Linked DNA regions of Oryctolagus cuniculus: region 1 is linked to region 2. The links are chromatin contacts, called in public Micro-C maps. All regions are on one chromosome and are shown on one strand. Each heading gives the region's core, a stretch centred on a gene start, on an enhancer-like site or on the middle of the called end of the contact. The rest is flanking DNA. Distances are from core to core; before and after follow the strand shown. Region 1 has its middle 140 kb from the start of YWHAZ. Region 2 has its middle 78 kb from the start of YWHAZ.

Region 1 (3,349 bases), core at 689-3,188, 220 kb after region 2:
ACTGTGCCCCTAGCAGCGAGCCTGTCTTAGGTCCTTGCAGAGGAAGCCGGCTCCCAGCTCAGCAGCTGGCACCTGCCCCGTGATGAGCCATTTTCTTCCTTCTCCCCAGGGCGTGGCTGGTAAACCACTCCCCTACACCAAGGGGGTGCCACTCAGCCCCTGGGGGAGAAGCCGCCTTCTGGGCTCACACACACCACCCCACTCCACCTTCCACCAGCCCGCTGGGAATGAGCCTCACTGAAGGTGCCTACGGTCACCTGTGGATCAGACACCTTGCCTGTCCTCACAGCCTTTCAGAGCGCCTCGAAACTGCCCCATCTAAACACCAGCTGGCAAAGGCCTGAAGAATCATAAACCCGCCAAAAAACAAACAGACCCAACCTGTGCGCCCAGAGGCAGGGAGCCGGAAGGAACGCACACAGCTCAGATGGGTCAGGAGAGCGGGGAGCCCCTCCCCCACTACAACAGGAGGTTGGTTAAGGTCAGCAGTGCGACCCCAGGCCTAGGAGCCAGGGGCTTTGCCTCTTCCTCGCAGTGTGGTCTTGGGTAAGTCTCAGCCTCTCTGGTCACCACAGCCCAGCCAAATGCCCACAACCCATCTCAGCATGGAGTGATAGCAAAAATTAGATGAATTAACTCCAGGAAAGTGGAAAGTGGTCACACTAGCTACTGCACACAAAAAAATGTTAACCATTATGATCATTCATGAGGACACGCAAGGCCCAGGTCTGACAGCCAATCAGGAGAGAAGAGGTGTGGTTACCAGCTCCAGGAGGCCAGGGTTGCAATGGGGGACAGGCTTGGTACCTACACCCACCCCTGCCTCAGTTTCCTTCTTTGGAGAGTGGAGATTACACAATACAACACTTGAAATTTCTTCATAGGATATGTGCTATGAAGTAAGTGTAGGCTGGGTATTTATACCACATTCTCTCTATAGGGAAACTGAGGCAGGTTATAACCTCATCCAGAGAAGTAGAAATGCTGAGATTTGAGCCAACGTAATCTACCTCCAGGCCTTCAAATTGTTGGAAATGTATTTCTTATTCCCCGTTTTTCATTTTGGGCTGCTAACAAGATAAGATGACATTTGCCAAGCGAAGGGATAAATTTGTCTTAAACCTAATTTTCAGCGATTTTTTTCTCTATCCTCTTTTGATAGACTAGCAGCCTTTAAACGAGAGATTATATAAAAATCCACCCCAACCGACACGTATCCAGACATCACAAACTCTCCCGCCTCTGAGGGAGAGACAGGCGTACATTCACGCACCAAACCGGAACAAGGTCAGAGGCGCACCAGCGGGGCCGATGCCGCTTGCCCCTGCGGTATTCCATGGCACCGGGGGCCCGGGGAGGCTGAAAGGCAGCGTGGGAATTGCGGAGTGGGTTGGGTTCGGACTTATAAACGCGGCCCCCCCGAGGCCCAGGCTCGACCCGCACCTCCGCCAGCCGCGGACAGAGTGATCCATTGTCATTCAGCGGCACCCCCCACAGCACCCCTGACTCTCAAAGCTTCCTGCACCAACCCCCGGGGGCTTTCCCCAGGACTCTGGAATCTCATCCCCGGCGAACGGGGCCCTCCAGAGGCCCCCAGCCCTCGGGCAGGTGGGGGTACACGAAGTAGCAATGGCACCTCCTTCCCGGGCCACGGGGCTGCAGGGCCCTGGCGAGCAGCGCTTAAAAAATCGGGGTCCCCGGGGAGGGGGTGGGGGGCAGCGGCTGCGTCGTCGCCTTCTGATCTGCTCAGGGTGAATGTGGCCTGAGTCCCGACTGTCCCCAAAGGGCTGGGTGGTACATAGGCCACCGCTCCCCGGCTTTTGTCCCTTCGGTCGGGTCAGCCAGGGCAGCTTCGGGACGGGGCGCATCCCACCCGGGGCCCACGTGGCCTCCCGCCAGCCTCCCGCCAGCCGTGACTCAGCCTCGGCAGCTCCGCACAGGCGGGGCGCCGAACAAAGGAGCGCCCGGCTCGGCTCGGCTCGGCTCGGCTCGAACGCGCCCTCCCCGGGCCGCGCCGCACCTGCAGGGCCTCCGCGGCCCCCTCCTCTGTTCTCTCCTCCCCTCTCCCCTCCCGGAGGCGGCGCTGGCTGTTGCCGGGCAGGCTGCGCCCGCGGCGGCTGCAGTTGGCTCCGGGCCGCCCCCGGCCGCCGCCCCCGCGCCGTGAGTCACCCCCGCCCGCCGAGCGGGCCGCCGCCCCGCCGCTCGCGCGCCTCTGCGCCTGCGCGATCCGCGCCCCCCTGCTGCGCGCGGGCGGGAACCCCGGGGGCGCCGGGCCCGGCCTTGGGGTACCGGGATGGCCTGGGGGCCCTGAGATGCGGCCGCCCCGCTCCGTCCAGCACCGGCGACCCGGACGCCAGGTTGTCACCGAGCGTCCCCGCCTCCCTGGCACTGCTCCGACGCTGCCGGTGGCTCTCCCTGGGCGGCCGCCTCCGCTCTTCCAGCTCCCGGGCCGGTGGTTCTCAGGGTTGCTGCCCACACGGATCACCTGGGGAGCTGTAAGAACCCACCCCGCTGCCGAAGACCTGGGCGTCTTGTGTGGTTCCCCGGGTGCCTCCAGTGTGCAGCCACCCGGCCACCGGGACGTGGGCTTTCCCTGTCCCTGGGACCTTGTTGGAATGCTGTTCTTGGTGTGTCAAATGGGGTCGGGGGAGCAGTAGGAACTCAGCTCTGCTGCAGACAGACCGACCGTATGGCGAGGGGATGCCGCGAGCAGAGCAGCGGATCCCCCCACCCCCACCCCCACTCTGGCGGCCCTGTTGGCGGCCAGGGGATGCCAGGAAGCAGAGAAAGGAAACTTCCAGATCCTCCCCTCTCTCCTGGGAGCCCTGGGCTGAAAGCAGTAACACTCCACTCTGTCTCCAGGGGATCGGAAGGCCGGAAGGGGTGGGGGTGGGGCTGACAAGGAGGGTCTGGGCCAGAGCTCCCAGCAGGGTGGGCGCTAAGGATCTGGGTCCCTGGAGACAGGCGCTGTGGTCGACCTGAGCAGGTGAGAAGACCCGCAGCTAGAGAGCAGGGTCAAAATGCAAGAGTGGGCAGGAGGAGGAAGGGGCGGGGCTGTTTGGTGCCTGAGATGCTGCAAACCAAACCCTCCCCCGCCCCGCCCACCCAGGGTGCCCGATTGAGTTCTGGCTCCTCTGCTTCTGATGCAGCTTCCTGCTGATGTTCACCCAGGCAAGCAGCAGGTGATGGCCCGAGGATTTGGGTCCCTGTCACCCACATGGGGGGCCTGGGTGGACCTGTGGGCTCCTGGCTTTGGCCTGATCCAGCTGACTTTCAGATATGTAGAGAGAAAGGAAGGCAGAGGGGTGGAGCCGGGAGAGGGGAGCCACCGTATGTGGGAGCCTCACTT
Region 2 (3,215 bases), core at 592-3,091:
GACACCCCCTGGGACCTGGCCGTGGCACCCCAAGTTATATCCCCTATGATGAATACACGAGATGCATACATGAGTACAAAACAAGAACACGTGTGTGCCATTGTTCTTTTCTTTTTTAAAAAAAATATTTATTTTATTTATTTGAAAGACAGAGTTACAGAGAGAGGTAGAGACAGAGACAGAGGTCTTCCATCCACTGGTTCACTCCCCACATGGCCAAAATGGCCAGAGCTGGGCTGATCCAAAGCCAGGAGCCAGGAGCCAAGAGCTTCATCCAGGTCTCCCATGTGGGTGCAGGGGCCCAAGGACTTGGACCATCTTCTACTGCTTTTCCAGGCCACAGCAGAGAGCTGGATCAGAAGAGGAGCGGCCGGGACTCGAACCGGCGCCCATATGGGATGCTGGAACTTCAGGCCAGGACTTTAACCCTCTGCGCCACAGCGCTGGCCCCTGTGTCATCATTCTTAACTGTCCCAGACAAGAAGAAACTCAGGGTCCATGGAGGTCAACTGGTGCAGGAAATCTCAGGACGGAATTTTATACTCCACGGAGAAGGAGCCACATGTCGCTCCTCACGTCAGCATAAATGATTGTCATTCATGTCAGCATGAATCAATGCAGTGTGGAACAGAGACAGGGACAGGAAGTCCAAGATCGGGAAGCCCAACTTGGAAAAACGTCCACAAAACAGGAGGAGCTGGTCTATGCCTCTGGAAGCCAGGACGGTAGCCGGCATTGGGGAGCAGGCGCAGGGAGCAGGGAGGACTTGGGGGCTGTGAGGCCTTGAACTTGAGCCGAGTGACATCTCCCTTGGCACTGTGCCATTTATGTATGATTTCTGCATGTCTCTTGAGCTATGTTATATGATTCAAAAATATGCATTTCATTTGTGTCCTAAATCCCTTCTGTTCCCTAAGTCCAAGGTTTCTGAACCTCGAAAGGCAAGGGGGGGCTCCTTTTTCCTCATCTGGCTCTCTTTTTTCCTCCGAAGCCCTAAGCCCCAAACAGCCTCCCTGAAAGGACAAAGAGAAAAGAAAATGGTGACGTATGTGAGGGGTGCAGGAGGAGAACTTCAGGTTAACTCTCAGAGGAGATTCTCCTGCTCGGTCAGTTTTTGTTCGCCTGTAGTAACCAGGAAATGGATGAGAAATCTAACTGTACCACAGAAGCCCCACTTTGTGACGGTGATGGCTGCTGACTGCGTGGAGGCTACAATGCCGGCATCCCACATCGCCGTGCAGGTCCAAGTCCACACTGCACCGCTTCTGGCCCAGCTCCCTGCTACTGCGCCTGAGAAAGCGGTGGAAGATGCACCAGGCGCTTGGGCCCCTGCATCCACATGGAGGCAGACAGAGCTCTGGGTACCTGCCTTCTGCCTGCACCAGCCCTGGCTATTGCGGCCATTTGGGGAGTGAACCAGTGAATTAAGATCTCTCTCTCTCTCTCTCTCTCTCTCTCTCTCTCCCCCCTCCCTCTCTTCCTTTCTTCCTCTCTCTCTCCCTCTCTTCTTCCCTCCCTGTCACTCTACCTTTCAAATAAATAATCCTTTAAAAAACAAAAAGGCAGCCTACAGTACTTTATATTAAAGACGATGCTATGCCCCCTAGAAATGAAAAGCCTGTACATTCATTCTCTGTCCAAGTGATTGAACCCACAGCCTCTCACTGTGAGGATGTACAGAAGGGGCACAGTCTAGAATTTTTTAAAAGGCGCTTATTTGAAGAGGATGGGCTAGGACTGCAGATACAATTCTTGCCACTAGATGTCTCTGAGACTTAAAGTAGCACACTCCTGGGGTTCTGGTCTATTTATACACACAGATCACCTACCTACTTGTTACTGAGTTTCATAATCCTCTTACATAACGCCGGCTGGCGGCTCCAGCTCCTCTCGGATGGGGCGATGGGCACCCCAAGGCCCCCATGCTCCCAAGCCGGCGCTGCAAGCACAGAGAGCCGGTCTGCCCCAGTGTGGCCAAGCAGAAAGAGCCCCCGATCCCGGCATCGGCCTCGTGAAAGATGCGAGACAAAGAGCCGGCTGACTGCAGCAGGCGACCCGCTGTGTGCAGAGACCACGCCACCCACATCTTACGGTGTGCAGCCAGCAGAGGCGCCGGTGGGCTGCCAGTCCTCGGCCCCGCGTGGCTCCCAGGGTGGCAGGCACTGCCCCAGACGCCTACGCCGGTCACACCTGGCCCTGCACACTCGGCGTCGCATCTGTCTGTAGTCTGTCTCTGCGGGGTTTGTGTACCCCGTCTGTCCTCCAGAGCAGACCAGACCAGACCAGAGGTGCCTGGAGGATAACCCAGACAGCACCATGCCCAGTTCTTGGTACACATGAAATGTTTTTTGGAAACCAGTGTGAGGTAATGCTAAATGTCTGAAAGGTGATTGACAGTTTCTGAATCTTTAAAACATAGCTCGTGTCCTCCACTAGTGAGCGCCCCCAAGCGGTCGTCTGGAGGTTGATTTCTGTGGTCACTTAAATCCTCCCCATTTCCCGGAAGGGTTAAGTGTGAGAACCCCGGAGTGGGATCGCCTGGATTACATCCCAGCTGTGTGACTCGGGGCAAGTGATGTCATCTTTCTCCGTCTCCGTTTTGGCTCCTGTACAACAGGAACAATGACCGTGCTGTTTCATGGGCTTGTTGCAAAGGTTAAATAAACTAATACCCACAGCGTGCTTTAGCACAGCTCCTGGGCCGCGTGGGAGGGAGATGAAGCGTGGTTAGGAGGCAACACCTCCGGTCCTGGGTAATGCAGACAAGTTACCCAGCCTGTCCCGGTCTCCGCTTCTTCCCCTTGGAAGTGAGGCCAGCAGTGCTCGTATCCTGCTGCCATTAGAGGAGCAAGCGAGACGGAAGGCGGCAAACACACAGTAGCTGGCTGTTAAGGGCAGTGGCCCTTCACCACTGAAGGCACTGAGCGCTCAGCCTGCGGACAGGCTGGGCGCGAGCTCAGGGACCCCTCGCTGCAGGTGCACCTGCGTTCAGGAGTCAGCCTCCTCCCCCAACCCCCCGGGAGTCTTGGGCTTCACGTCCGGGGATCCAGCCAGCCACAGGTGGAAAATGCAGTCAGGCCGGGAGTGCTGTGGCAGCGCTGAACACACACACACTCGCTTCTTTGTTGCTCATCCTGAACAGCTCTGTGTAACAGCTCTTTGCACCGCATGTGCGCATGTGCATCCTAAGCCGGTGTCGCAAGTCATCTGGAGCC

The links. A called contact is a pair of places that touch in the nucleus more often than the background predicts.
Region 1: a Micro-C map of ear pinna shows a contact between it and region 2, with 5 times the contacts expected there. The contact joins two enhancer-like sites. A contact is called at or near these places in 3 of 6 Hi-C or Micro-C datasets (ear pinna, psoas muscle and an unstated tissue).

Annotation. Positions count from the first base shown.
Region 1 is chr6:126,499,268-126,502,616 of mOryCun1.1, forward strand. No RefSeq gene overlaps it. Among named protein-coding and RNA genes, the nearest start is that of YWHAZ, 140 kb to the left of the region's middle. Within about 2 kb of position 1,939, at least 7 of the 8 cell types and tissues checked have an H3K27ac peak or open chromatin away from gene starts, as enhancers often do. A contact at or near this core is called in ear pinna, where this site is marked.
Region 2 is chr6:126,283,845-126,287,059 of mOryCun1.1, forward strand. No RefSeq gene overlaps it. Among named protein-coding and RNA genes, the nearest start is that of YWHAZ, 78 kb to the right of the region's middle. Within about 2 kb of position 1,842, at least 6 of the 8 cell types and tissues checked have an H3K27ac peak or open chromatin away from gene starts, as enhancers often do. A contact at or near this core is called in ear pinna, where this site is marked.